Linked DNA regions of Mus musculus: all the other regions are linked to region 2. The links are chromatin contacts, called in public Hi-C maps. All regions are on one chromosome and are shown on one strand. The core of a region is the stretch at or near the end of the contact, and the rest is flanking DNA. Distances in the headings are between cores, read along the strand shown.

Evidence for each region. Hi-C and Micro-C count contacts between places; a contact is called where the count stands out from the background.
Region 1: a contact with region 2 is called in a Hi-C map of liver, with 6 times the contacts expected there. The contact joins two enhancer-like sites. A contact is called at or near these places in 5 of 484 Hi-C or Micro-C datasets (cortical neurons and liver) and 2 of 115 datasets of contacts at active chromatin or transcription factors (liver and pancreatic cancer cells).
Region 3: a contact with region 2 is called in a Hi-C map of liver, with 2.2 times the contacts expected there. The contact joins two enhancer-like sites. A contact is called at or near these places in 4 of 484 Hi-C or Micro-C datasets (the C10 cell line, liver and nephron progenitors).
Region 4: a contact with region 2 is called in a Hi-C map of liver, with 5 times the contacts expected there. The contact joins two enhancer-like sites. A contact is called at or near these places in 5 of 484 Hi-C or Micro-C datasets (the G1E-ER4 cell line, the HL-1 cell line, bone marrow-derived macrophages and 2 more), 2 of 115 datasets of contacts at active chromatin or transcription factors (embryonic stem cells and large pre-B cells) and 1 of 9 other capture datasets (embryonic stem cells).

Annotation. Positions count from the first base shown.
Region 1 is chr13:75,437,793-75,441,118 of GRCm38.p6, reverse strand. No RefSeq gene overlaps it. Among named protein-coding and RNA genes, the nearest start is that of Mir682, 210 kb to the left of the region's middle. Within about 2 kb of position 1,843, at least 4 of the 459 cell types and tissues checked have an H3K27ac peak or open chromatin away from gene starts, as enhancers often do. A contact at or near this core is called in liver, where this site is marked.
Region 2 is chr13:75,223,774-75,227,191 of GRCm38.p6, reverse strand. No RefSeq gene overlaps it. Among named protein-coding and RNA genes, the nearest start is that of Pcsk1, 140 kb to the right of the region's middle. Within about 2 kb of position 1,386, at least 14 of the 459 cell types and tissues checked have an H3K27ac peak or open chromatin away from gene starts, as enhancers often do. A contact at or near this core is called in liver, where this site is marked.
Region 3 is chr13:75,383,460-75,387,064 of GRCm38.p6, reverse strand. No RefSeq gene overlaps it. Among named protein-coding and RNA genes, the nearest start is that of Mir682, 260 kb to the left of the region's middle. Within about 2 kb of position 2,239, at least 7 of the 459 cell types and tissues checked have an H3K27ac peak or open chromatin away from gene starts, as enhancers often do. A contact at or near this core is called in liver, where this site is marked.
Region 4 is chr13:75,466,476-75,470,193 of GRCm38.p6, reverse strand. No RefSeq gene overlaps it. Among named protein-coding and RNA genes, the nearest start is that of Mir682, 180 kb to the left of the region's middle. Within about 2 kb of position 1,258, at least 1 of the 459 cell types and tissues checked has an H3K27ac peak or open chromatin away from gene starts, as enhancers often do. A contact at or near this core is called in liver, where this site is marked.

The DNA of each region.
Region 1 (3,326 bases), core at 594-3,093, 210 kb before region 2:
CCCAAGATTCTTTTCTTGGAAATGGGGCCATTGGCTTGAAGGAAGACCAAGTGTTGAGTCCCTTGTCCACCAAGAATCAAGTGGGTTTTCCCTCCACTCTCAGAGTAACCCTGAGTTCGGGGAGGGGTTCCGAATACTGTCCTCCCTAGTCTGTCTTCCTCCAGGGCTAACACCTTTGCCATTTGGGGGGCCTTTCCCAAGGCCGGGAATTTCTTACCCCCAGCTTCCATGTATTAGGGCACTCTCTGGCTCAGTGGCTCCTCTCCTTGCAGTATGCACACTGGTCTTTTTCAAGGGGTTTTCTGTCTCTCTTTGTCTGGAGTCTGTCTTCTCTTTTTTCCCTAACTACTGTAGCCAAGATTCTGTGTAAATTCCTTCCCTGTTGCTTTTCTTTTTCTTTAATCTTCCTTTCATCTTCTTACTTTCTCTTTCTTTGCTTTTCTTCCTCCTCTGTCTCCCTGTTATGGTAGACTTTTCTCAACAACCTGCACTGCAAAGAACAGTAGACCTAGGGATGGGATGGGTATCCCCTCAACGACTTATCCTGTAGTCCCTCTAACCTCTGAAGATTTTTCCTGATAGTCTACTAGATTGGTCTATAAAAGCCACACTCACAGTAGCTTTCTGTTCCCTGCTGCTGGGATCATAGGGTGTATACTGGTGGATTGCCTCTATGATCCACTCTAGAAAGGCTGTCGGCAGCTCATCTAGTCCCTGCTTAACCTCACGTACCTTGGTCAAATTTGTGGATCGTCATGCACCTGCCAATGGAGTCTGGTAGTAGACCTTCATGTGTTCCTTACCTTCTGCCAAATTAAAGTCCCAGTCAGGTCTAGTCAATGGAAACACACTGTCAACAACAGCCTGCTCAATCGATGGTACCCCCGTGTCCAAAGGTGCATTCTTTCTGGCTTCTTGCATTATTCTCATTCACTCTTTAGTCATGAAGAACACTCTCATGAGTTGTTGGATATCATCCCAGGAGGGCTGATGAATAAATAAAGCAGTCTCAAAGAGATTAATCAGCCCTTATCTGGGGGCGGGGGAGGGGGGGTTGGGCCTTGCATTTGTACAAGTCGGCTAAAGAGAAGGGCCAATATTGAATTGCCTCGTTGCCCTTTTCTAGAGGTCCTTATGCCCTCAGCTGGAGAGCCATCATGGTATCAGGGTAGGTGGCTCTCAGACTCTGGGTCCCCATAGTGGGGCCCGGAAGTTGGGGGTCTCCTCCTGCTCCTCCCTCTGGTAAAGGGAGATATAATGGCTCTGGTTCTGTATGGGCTAAGGATCCTGGAGCCAGTGCTGGCACTGGCAGGACCATGGGGACAAGGATAGGGGGATATGGAGGAGGAGCAACAGGTCCACTGTTGAAGGGTCTTGGAGGATCAACTTGTCAGGTCTGGATTCCTCCTCCCGTGCTTCCTTTTTCCTGATGGCCAGAACCTGAGAGGTAGGTCTTGGGGAAAGAAAGGCTTTTATCCATGGGGGTGGGGGAGCCCTCCACTAGATTCTTCCAGGTAACTATATAGGGCACTTGGTCTGAGTGCCTGAGGGATCCTGGCCTAAAGACTCTTTCTTCTACTGCTATGATCACCTGCAAGTCCAAGGTCCCTATGGGTGGCCAGTCTACTCTGAAGGTGGGCCATTTGGTGAAGCAGAGAATAACTAAACTTTCCCTTCTTTACTACTACTTACAAGTTTTCTCCTCCAATGGTTAACTAGGATGTTTAATGTCCAATGTCCAAAAATGTCATCAGTCAAAGTCCAAGAACACAGAATGAGATAACCAACACTAATAAACACAGAGAAAGACAATCAAAACACAGTTCGCCCCTTCCACAGGCAGTTACAGACAGTTTGTCCCTTCTACTGACACTGAAACCAGGATATAGCAAGACTTAGCTCCTGCCAGTACTGTCTTGCTGTTTCCAAAAGGAGCAGCGTCCTCTTGACTCCTTCTGGGGGTCAGGGTGGGCCTGAAGCACCCTCCAGACTCCCTGTGGTCATGATATTAAGGCACGTCTGCCTGCCACATTTGACCACACCAGACACCGTAGTCTCTCCACCATCACCACCCTGCCACTTGCAAGCAAACTGAAAGTTCAAATAGACTTACAAACTCAGACTTTGACAAACAGCAAGACAGACGAGAATCGAGATATTTGATTGAGCCGTTCCTCCTATTCACCACTCTCAGGTGTGTCACCCACATGGGGTCAATTCCTGGCCAATGCACCAACTGTAGCTCCTGGGGACCCCACCTTCCCCCAAAATGAACCATGTGGAACCAAAGATCAATGCAAAAGCAAGGGGACTTTATTGTTCCAGAGTGCTGGGGTTGTCCTGCATCCAAAAGAGTGGAGCAGACCCCGGGCAGCTGGTTTGGCCAGTTTTTATCATTTTTCAGGGGTAGAAAAGAGAAACAGCTACTAAGCACAATGTGATAGGCAGAACAGTGTGACTTTTAAACTAATTAGTCCTTAGGGAATGAGGTAGCAAGGGCTTCCCTTATTTGCAGGTGGCCAATGGTCAGTTCCCCTTGTCTTTCTGAGGAATGTAATCAGCCCCTCCCTTCCAGAAGGGAGGGGTGCCTATGTGCCTCATGACTTCTCTCTTCCAGGAGGGGAGGGGTTCTTTGTGTTGGGGGGGGGGGCTGGTGGAATTTTTCAAAGGTCCTGAGGTGACCTCTTTAAAAGCCAAACAAGCAGGGAAGACCAAGGCATTAGGGTACTAGGAGCCATGAGTAAGAACCGGTTCCTGGGTCCCTTCCTGAGAGTGACATCATCAAAATGAGTGGTGTGTTTCTGAAGAGCATATAATTGTCCTTAAAATGATCCCCTTTCCCTATCATAAATTACAAAAATAATTATTTATTAAGTAACTTAAGAAATGCTTAATTGTGTAAAGCAACATAATAAAACATGTGCTCCCTTTACACCTTGAAGTGAATGCTTTGTTCTGCTATTTATTCAGCAATTTCACATCCTTTTTTAAACATTCTGGGTAGATACATACACATTGCATGTTTGTTTTAAGCTCAAGCACATACTATAAACTATTTTAGGAGGGTATGTTGTAAACTTACAAAATATGTACTTCAAACTTACACTTTAATATATATTTTAAAATTTCACTAAAATTTAGTACACTGTTACTTCCCCACTTCACATTTGTTTTCTATGCCTTTTGTAAAACAGACTTTATTTTATTTTTTCCCCATTTCTTATTAGGTATTTAGCTCATTTACTTTTCCAATGCTATACCAAAAGTCCCCCATACCCACCCACCCCCACTCCCCTACCCACCCACTCCCCCTTTTTGGCCCTGGC
Region 2 (3,418 bases), core at 137-2,636:
CTACAGAGTGACTTTAGAGAATTCTCTAATATGATAGAGCAAGAGTAAATTATTAGAAAACTATTAAATAATATTAAATTATATTCATAGACACACTGGTAGAAGATGCCACAAAGCCACACAGCAACTGGGCATCAAGGTGTCTGAATTTCTGTAGATGCTAGCTGGCTGCTCTGAAATGCATGTAGCCACATCTGCACTTGGGGCTCATAATGTGTGCTTGTGCAGAGTGTCACATTAACATCTTGCTTGGCATATGCCCTTTTAGATGAAAGACACTGCTAAGATTAAAGCTGACCTGCTGTATTGGGCAAAGGGCAGCCTGGATGCAGGGACACTCTTCTTCTGTCCACTGTCTGTGACTTTAGAAGTCCTCAGGGCAGGATCAGAGAATGGAGAACTAAGAACATACTTCAGATGTCTTAGAAACCAATAAAACTGTTGCTTGACCTCTTCTTTCTTAAGTTGCCAAAGCCATGGGGAAAGCTCTTTTCCTTCCTCCCTCTGTCCCTCTCTTATTCTCTCTTCTTCCAGCATTACCACCACCACCACCACTTCTTCCTATACCTCCTCCTTCTCCTTCTCCTTCTCCTTCTCCATCTTGTTATTCTTTTGTCTTAGCTTCATCTACTCAGAATCACTTGTTAGAAGAACTTGAGGTAACTTTTTTTAAAAGGGAAAAGGATGGACAGATTTTACTTAGAGTGTCTTGTTCATCCCTATTTTTTCAAGCCTGAAATTTACAAAATAGAAGTTGTTCAACTGCTGCTGCTTACATAAATCTCAGGAAAAGCCAAGTATCAGACAGAAAGGTTAAAAGAGAAAAAAGAAAAAGAAATGAAAATAAAATCTACTTTTGGTCTGCTTTCGTGTTTTAAACACATATTTCAGGCCTCAGGTTCCAACACGCCAGGTCACGACTGTACTCCGTTTTGCATGGTTCCTTGTTTTATAACCTAACATTATGTTTCATCCCTTCCTGTTTTGCTTGTGCTCTGCTTCATTTATTATCCCTTCTTTCTTCATTTGAAATCCTTGTTTACTATGTTAGAGTTCCGTGGGGCGTGGAACTTACAGTATCAGTAACTCCCAAAGCCCAGAGAATATATAAACATAATAAAATGCCTGGACTTTGACTCTGGAAGAGAAACATGTGATCAACTACAACTTCCCTAAAGATAACTGCTCTGAAGTTTAGTTCACAGAAATTTAATGTTCCATAATATAAATGGCTCACCTGTTGCTTTTGATGAGTTCTAGCCCACTCTTCCTGGATGTGGACTCCTGGGAAGAGGGTCTTTGAGATAGCAGATGGCTCAGCCCAGAGGTGAGGTCATTGAAAGAACATGGTAACACTTTGTACTTGGAAGACTGCCTGACTATTTGTGCCTCAGAGCCTTGGATTCTGGTCCTTGCTTAGACCTTTGCACCTTGGCAAGCCCAATTTATCTTTCAGTCTTGAACTGAGTGCCACTGTCGTGGTAGCAATTCTGAGTGTCCGTCTATGGATTGGCCTATGGGTACAGTAACTATGCACAACAGCACCATAACTTGCTCTAGCTTGGAAATAAAAATGTTTATGAGGGAAAAGATGGCAACAAACATCTCTCTTAATACTGAATAAAGTAAGGAGAGGCCAGGTGCCTGGCTTCAGTGGTTCTTAGCAATGATCTTAACTACTGTCAGGTACCGATACCATCCATGCGCTTTAGCTATGCAACTTGATTTGAGCACTATATGAGAGAAGAGTGGAATCACAACTTTGATACCATACTGCCAAGAAAACGTGTATATAACCACAAGAAAATTATTTGAATATCTTCATGCATCTATAAGAGAAAATGTAAATGTAAAAACCAGTATCAATAATAAAATCTCTACTTGGCTTTTATGGAGGGTCCCAGGTAGCTTTTAGGGAATATTTTAAGTTGGGAGAGCCTTTTAAAAATTCAAGGCATTGCCATATTCCAATTTTTGGTCATGGCATTATATATTATATATGCAAAATGAAAAGGGATTAAGCAAAAATCACGCAGTGAGCTGAGGAAAATCCAAAGCATAAAAATCCCACATTGGACACAAAACAGCATGTAGGCATGTAATACAGATTTGTAGTTGCAGGCAGATGCATACCAGTCCTTATCTTTGAGGACAAGCAAAAGTGTGTCCTGCCTAGTTCAGAGACTCTGTACCTGACTTGCAGGAACAGCCAATAGGTGACCCCATGGACCCAGCACTGCAGAGAATGCAGGGAACACAAGTCAGCTGTGCAGGGCCATTTCCCCAGTATCACTTCAGATGAAGATGAAGAACTCTCAGCTCTGCCTTCATCATGCCTACCAGGATAGGAGGATAGGCTATACTCACACAGAATCTGAGAACTCATCTTCAATGACCTCTGTCTTAGGGCTTCCATTGCTTTGAAGAGACACCAGGACCAGTTCTCTTAGAAAAGAGAATATTTAATTGAGGCTGAATTATAGGTTCAGAAGTTCAGTCTATTATTATCAAGACAGGAAGATGGCAGCTTCCAGGCAGGCATGGCACTGGAGGAGCTAAGAGTTCTACATCTTCATCCAAAGGACTATCTTCCAAGAAGCTAGGAGGAGGGTCTTAAAGCCCACTCCTACAGTGACACATTGTTAGTAAGGACACACCTCCTGTCATAGAGTTTCATCACTGTGAACAGACACCATAACCAAGGCAAGTCTTAGAAAGTACATTTACTAGGGACTGGATTACAGATCCAGAGGTGCAGTCCATTATTATTAAAGTGGGAATATGGCAGTATCCTGGTAGGCATGATGAAGGCAGAGCTGAGAGTTCTTCATCTTCATCTGAAGGCTGCTAGTAGAAAACTCCCTTCCAGGCAGCTAGGATGAGGGCCTTAAATCCCACACCCACATCCAACAAGGCCATACCTACTCTCATGTCTTCTAATAGTGCCACTCCCTGGGCAAGCATATTCAAACCACAACATTCCACTCTCTGGCCCCCATAGGCTTGTACAAACACATAAACCTGTGGGGGTCATATCTAGCTATAGTATAATAAAAAAAAGTACATTTAGTCCAACTTCCAAAGTCCCCATAGTCTATAGCAGTCTCAACAATGTTAAAAGTCCAAAGTTCAAAGTCTCTCCTGAGATCCATCCAGTCATTTAACTGTAATCCCTGAGTAAAGACAGGAAATCAGATGGTCAAACTCCAAATTCTGAATCACCATATGTCAAAGGAGTCTTCAGATCTCCAAATCCTTTTTCATCTTTGTTGACTGTAGCAAACTTCTTTCTCCTGGGCTGGTTCCACTCTCTGTTAGCAGCATTCCTCAAGATATCTACTATGGCTCTGGCATCTGGAGAATCTTGGGGTCTCCAAGGCAACTTCGATGTTATAGATTCTTGTTTCAATGTCTGGGA
Region 3 (3,605 bases), core at 990-3,489, 160 kb before region 2:
TGAGGTTGGTCCCAGGAACCCTCTATTTACTTGGCTGTGTACTTTGTTTTCTGACCCAGCCCCTCTATGGCCTCTATTTTATCCATGTTTAGACTGGTTTTTGCTTTTGAATTTCTATTTGTCCCAATTTATCCTTCAGTCAGGTCTTTATTAATGAGCATCTCTACCAATTTTGGTTCACCCTTACAATAAATCTGCCCTGATCCTTTCTTGCTTTCACTATCACATTTCTTCTGCTGTAAGGACTGTTCTGAGTTCCTCTGCTCATATTGTTTCTAAGGGATGGAAGATCAGAGCTCCATAAGTGACAGGGAAACTAAGCTCTCCCTGTGATTACCTCCTAAGAGACTAGCACACACATTCACCAGGATGTCCTTATCACAGGAACACTGCTGGTCTCAGCAGGCTCCAGGAGGTTACTCCTCTAGCTACTGAATTTTCTTTGTGTGTTTTTTTTCTAAGTATGTATGAAATTATAGTCTTGAACTTGCCTTTTTCATACACAAATGAATCATTATAAAACCCAATAATTATCCCTGAGGGAAAAACCACATTGAGCGAAAAGCCTCAGACGTGGAGTGAGGGTGTTGGACAAGAAGATATCATCCCTGAAACTGTGGAGACATTTACTTCCAAGGGTCAGTGAATCACATTTTTAGGACCTGAAACTGGTTTTCAGAATGTTACACTATAGTTTACCTGAAGCCTTGTGTTCTGTCAAGCTTATTTTGCACATACCATACAATTCCTGGGGCTAAAATTGTTGTCTTCAGCATAGAGTTTTATTCTGATAACACAGAAGTTGTTGACTGTTCTACTTCTAATGAAAACTAACCTTTTACTCTCCTATGTTATATTACTATAATGTGATTAGCATGTTTCCTCATAAGCAAGAGTGGAGGGGAGAGAGAGATAGCACCTTTATATTTAAAGATCGATATATAGTTTTCCACTCATAATATTGAATATAGATCTTCTGTTCTTCAGAAAGAATTTGCTATTTGTGTCTGAAGTTAAAGAACTTCTATGCTTGGCTCTTGTGCTGTGACAAATATAAAGAAAAAAAATTTGCAGTCTAGAGAGGGGACTCGGGTGTTAACAGCATTGGCTGTTCTTCCAGAGGACGCAGGTTCGATCCCAAAGAACAAAATGTGGCTCATAACCATATCTATCTCCTGTTCCATGAAATCTAATAATTACTTCTGGTCTCTACAGCTTCTGCAAGCATGAGTTGTACGGATTCATCTAGGTGAAACACATAAAAATGGACAAATCCTAGGAAAGCTTTTTAAAAAGAATAAATTGCAGCATATGTACCTCTTTAATAAGAGTAGAATGTCTTCCCTTTTCTTCTGGCAAACTGATAAGAGAGACTCATCTAATTACACTGAAGCAAATATAAGTGAACATATCTTCAAATAATGTTTTTTCCCCAAGTTAGTTATAATATTAAGTGGATCAATGCTTTAGATAAAAGGAAACCTCCCATTAAATATTGTGTATATTTTGGAATGTTGGTTTCTATTTAAAAATCTATCTTGTACTTTATTTCCAAAATGAGACTTAAGGACTCACATGATATAATAAGGAAATAAAAAACTAAGTCAAGCATGGTGGCATGTACTTGTAGTCCTAGACCCTGGGGAACAGAGATATGTAAATAGTCTAGGCTATACAATGAGACTATGTCTCAGAAAAACAAAACAAATAAAACAAACAAAAAACAGTAAATGAAAACATTAGGATTCTTTAAAAATATTTAGAATTGTGGCTTTTGGTGAAAAGAAATAGAACTGTTTCTTTGGTAGTTATTTTTAGACAATGCCTATTTTAACCTTAACATCCTAGTGGAGCACAAACGAAGTAGTGTCATCATCTCCACCTACAGTAGACTGAACTTTCAGCACAGGTTACATAATCTTACTGGGAAAATGTGAGTGCTGTTATTTCTCCCTTTGTTTGAGCATTCAGTGAACTTTACTCTTCCCAGGCTTGGCTGTTTGGCAGACTTTTCCTTCCTTGTTCAATAACTTCTTTTTAAATGTAATAATCCCTTTAGAAAGGAGTTTAAACTTTAATTAATGTTACTATTACTACTAATTATGATAACAAATGAAGCCACTACAGTCCTTGACATGTTTATGAAACACAAAGTTTAAAATAAAACAATAAGCTTTGTGGGTTGTAGCTGAGTGCCAGTGTGGTAGTCATGGGTACTAGGCTGTTCTGCAATCATAGCACAAGGCTGTACATTCATAGACCTCCCATACCTGTGCTCCAAACGACAGCTTTTAGTCTTAACTGCCACCTCCTTTCCAGTTATTCTATTGGAGAGAATGTCATGGGGTGTCAAATACCCCTCCAGAATGATTAAGAAAGAAACCAGTACCCCTCTCCACGGGAGAGTCTACTTCCTATCTCATCAAACTGACCGTTGTTCAGGCTGGGGAATTCAAAGTCAGCACATGGTGGAGTCCAGGTCACCACCATTTGAGTTAACGGAAAAGGAACCTGGGAGACTGGAACACATTTCTATGTGCTGTACTTATCAAGAAAAAAAGTGACAGTTGGAAGTCTTTATACTTAGAGACCATCCCAAGTATTCAATAATACGATAGGATAAATGCACAGACAAGTATTCCTTCTCATGCCTGCTCTCTGAGAGTCATGCCATAGAAGCTGTAAGATACACAGGAAGTCATTCAGCACCAACTCTATTGATTGTTAGAAGCTAAACAGGTACTTTCCTCTTACACCTCTAATAGTATGTGTCAAGACTGCTCTACTCTGACATCAAAACCCCCTTTCATCACTTATGAACCCTGTGGATGAGGGAAACTGCTCAGCTCTTCTGTGGCTCAATTTCCACGACTCTTTAAAAGGGGTTGTTGGCATCCACAACATAGAAGTCGCAGTCTCAGGGAAGCCTCAAGTTCAACATATTAAAGGAAAGCTTTTTTTTGGACTAAAAATACCACAAACTTCAAGGAGCTTGAGGCAGATCCACATCTACTTGTGGCTTTGCAAAGTCATGTCATAATTAAAAGAGCATCAAAAGGCACAGCATTCCAGAGAGTAGCAGGCAGCTATCCAAATATTTTGAGTCAGGAAAAAATATTAGTGGATTTCACTGTAAAGACATTTTTATAATTATCTCTGATAGAATAAAAGAGCTTATTGGTCTAAAGACTAAAAATTTTAAATATCTTAAAATATGAGCTTTAGTTTGAATCTTTTTTAAACAAAAAATGTCATTTGACAAGATTTTTCTCTTTAATTACTCCTTTTATTTTTGAGATTCTAACATAATTATATCATTCCCTGTCTTAGTCAGGGTTTCTATTCCTGCACAAACAGCATGACCAAGAAGCAAGTTGGGGAGGTAAGGGTTTATTCAGCTTACACTTCCACATTGCTGTTCAATACCAAAGGAAGTCAGGACTGGAACTCAAGCAGGTCAGGAAGCAGGAGCTGATGCAGAGGCCATGGAGGGATGTTACTTACTGGCTTGCTTCCCCTAGCTTGCTCAGCCTGCTCTCTTACAGAACCCAAGACTACCAGCCCAGGGATGGCACCACCCATAAGGGGACCTCCCCACTTGATCA
Region 4 (3,718 bases), core at 9-2,508, 240 kb before region 2:
GTACCCTCAGAGGTCAAAGGGTACTGGATTGCCTGGAACTAGAGCCACATGATATAGGTGCTGGGAACTAGATGCAGATCTTCTGTAAGGGTGATAAATGCTTTTGTCTATTGAGCAATCTCTTGAGCTAATAAGTCCATAAATATCAAACATGACTCTTAGCATGTATTCACTTCATTTGGTAAAAGTTTTAAAGTTGGAGAGTTTTCAAGAATTTTGATATATTAAAATTTCAAGTGTAAAGAGGATGCTATATGAAAAACTTGATATACCAGATGACTCTCCCATAGACTTGGTCTATTTATCAAAAGACGTGATAACTGTCCAGGAAGGAGTGTGAGGCTTTGTTCTTTTGTCAGAGCTCTACCCTCTACCTTAAAATAAATGTTAAAAATTGAAAATAATTTTTCACACCATATATTCTGATGAAGGTTTACCCTCTTCCAACTCCTCCCAGATCCCCTCCACTCTCTCAACCCCACAACCCGTTTCTCTCTTTAGAAAATGGAGTTCTTTAAGTTATTGAATCCCTTGCTTCTCCTCTCCCAGAGCTTGAATTGCCTGTAGGAGTACAAATTAAGGCCTGTATCCAAGTTGCTTGAGTGATGTCTGTTCCTGTAGGAATTTGAAAATTCTTTTGTACATTTTACCATTAGCCCCTTCTTCCTTCACCAAGACCCTCATTTGTTTGTTCATTTATAACCACAGACTAGATGCTTTTTCTATACCATGCACTAAGTTAGATTCTGGAGATGAAGAGACAAAGACATGTCACCCACCCTTTAAATCTGACTGCCCAGAGGCCATGTTTCTGGGGTATAGAATATTAGTAAGACTGGTCTTTTGCTTGCTGTATCCTCTGTATATAGACTTACATCTCAAATCCTTATCTTTTGAGGGTTTGCTTTAAATAATTTTTCTCTCATTTCTGCTGGAGATCTCTGAAAGTTAGTCTGTTCATGTTGTTTCTACCAAAATTTTCTGCCTTTTTTGGTGTCTTTTTTACCATGGCACTTTCCTAGTAGTTCCCTATCCTTCAACATGGATAGTTAGTAGATACAGTCACTTAAAATATGTGCAAATGTGTGCTTTTCAAAAGGAAACTTGAAACTAGGATCATTCCTTTGCAGCTTCCATTTTCTGATAACTGTCAAATCTTGTTTGATTTGGAAAGGAACATTTTTATTTAGGGTACAAAGTCTGACTCCTCCCTCAATTAAAGTCTATTGAAATCTACAGAGAGAACTATGGACCTTTGCCTTTTACTTTTCTTCTTTCTCTATACCCTGGATTGTTGTAGGAGATACTCAGGCACCCATCTGAAACCCATTTACAATTACAAGTGTCTAGTGTTAGGGTGAAGAATCAACTTCTAGTTATTGAAGCATAGGGAAATGCTCGGAAAATGCCATGGTAAAAAAAAAAGGCAGAAAATTTTGGTAAATACAACATACTAAAATCTCACTTTGATAACATTTTTTAAAGGCAGTGAAAGTTGAATGCTTTGATTTTTTTTTTTATCACTTCATATCCTTCCTTTTCTTTTCAAATTTAGCATAAAGTGACAACCATTTTAATATATATATTTGCTAATTTTGTGAGCTGACTGGGTTCCATTGGGTTGTTCTGCTTCACATGACGTCATGGGGGCTTCAGTGACCTTGGAGTCCCAGTGGGCCAGGGCAGTCAAGATTGCACACTTGTATGGTAGACAGTAAATACTGGATGCCAACTGTCAGGTCAGCTAAGGCTGTCAGCCAGGAGACTACAATTTCTCCTAGCCATGATCTATGCCCTCCTTTATGATAACTTAGGTTTTCTCACACATTGTGACTGGATTTCAAAATGCAGAATACAGACACTGTCGGTTTTCTTAAAAGTGAAGCTGAGGGAAGTCATAGTGTCCCTTTTCCTTCACCTTTTTGTCCCATATTCTATTAGTCAAAGTAGTTCCAGGCCCAGATTATATTCAAGGGAGCCCAGGGAAGACCTTGTTTCTTAGTGGAAGAAGTGAAGAAGAATTGACATTTCTACCCAGTTTATATCGTAAAGTTATGTATAAGTGACCAGTGCAAAAGTTTATTGAAAGAAAGAGAAAGAGATAGCAGTCTTAACTCTAACAGACACTGAACTACATCGGTTTCTTCAGAGACAGTGCTGGGGTATGTGAGAACTGAATGGGTACTGGGCCACTCATCAAGGAAAAACAAGTAAATGTGGGCCAAGGAATACTAAGAAACCGAGAGGCAAAATGTCATCATGTATATGTTTGTGCAAACATGCTCTGAGTTGCACAGGAAGCAGTACCTGGTTGCTTTAGCCAACTCTCAGTGTTCAAGAATGTGTTAAGAGAGATGGAATGTGTATATATATGTGTATGTATATATATGTATGTATATATATATATGTAATGACAGGAAGAAAGAAAGAAAGAAAGAAAGAAAGAAAGAAAGAAAGAAAGAAAGAAAGAAAGAAAGAAAGAAAAGAAGGAAGGAAATTGGAGACATTGCAAAGGCAGGCATACAGGGCTTATTATGAAAGAACTGTATATCCCCTCCATACACCAAGGTGAAACAGAAAAGTCCAAGGGGCAGAATGCACCCAGGTGACCTCATTTGGCTTTCTTGTTCTGTTCTTAGTATTACCACCAAATCAAAGAGCAATGTGCTGGTTTATCCATTGATGATGCTGCAAAGAGAGTGGGAGAGATAGGGACAGCACTGCTGCTGCTGCCAGGCAGCATTAAAAAAAAAAAAAAAAAAAAAAAAAAAAAAAAAAAAAAAAAAAGGCTGCTAAGCCAAGGGGAAGTGCAGAAAGGATGTTGTTACTGTACTGAGAATTTTGGTTTCTTTAAAAAACATAGAAATAGTATGGGAAAACATTTTTATTTTAATCCACAGTATGGAGATAGGGGAATGTTTCACATCGGATGTCTACGATTTGTCTCATGCTCTAGCAGGGGTGGGGTTGTGCCAGCTACAGATAGTTTCTGCAATTGTGTGACCTTTGGAATTCTGGGGACTTTTCAGAGGATATATAAATGCTAGAACCCCACAGAATAGACTGGTGGCTGGTTTGTGGCTGAATGCTGTTGGTTGTGGTTTATCCATAATCATGTGGGCAAAGATCAAACTTGTCCCAAGAAACTTGAAGCCCCTAATCATCAGGAAGTCTAACAATCTTGTTACCCTCTTTCCCCTATATCCGTTGTTTTTTTTTTTTTTTTTTTTTGTTTTTGTTTTTTCTACTTAGTCAGGGCACTGAAAGGGTGGAAAAAGAGAGGTGAAGGGTAAAATAAAAAAGAATCCATGACATAGCCAAAAGTCCTGTTACAGCTACCTTCAGAGATGAAAGGCTTGAAGGAACAAGAAAAGGAGTTGTGAAGCTGAAAAGGACATGGGAAAGAAGGAAGGGGAAGATAAAGGAGATGAAGAGAACTAAGAGGAAGATGGAGAAGAGGAAGAGGAAGAGGAATAAGATGGAGAGGAGAAGGAAGAGGAAAATGGAGAGGAGGATGGGGAGGAGGATGGGGAGGAGGGTGGGGAGGAGAATGGGGAGGAGGATGGGGAGGAGGATGGGGAGGAAGAGGAGAGTGGATATGCTGCTTATTTATTTTTCTTCTTATATAAGACATTTAATCCCCCATGTATACAACTCACTCATTTTAAATGGTGTACATGTGTGTTTATGTGTGCTTGTCAGGGTGTGTAAAATTTGA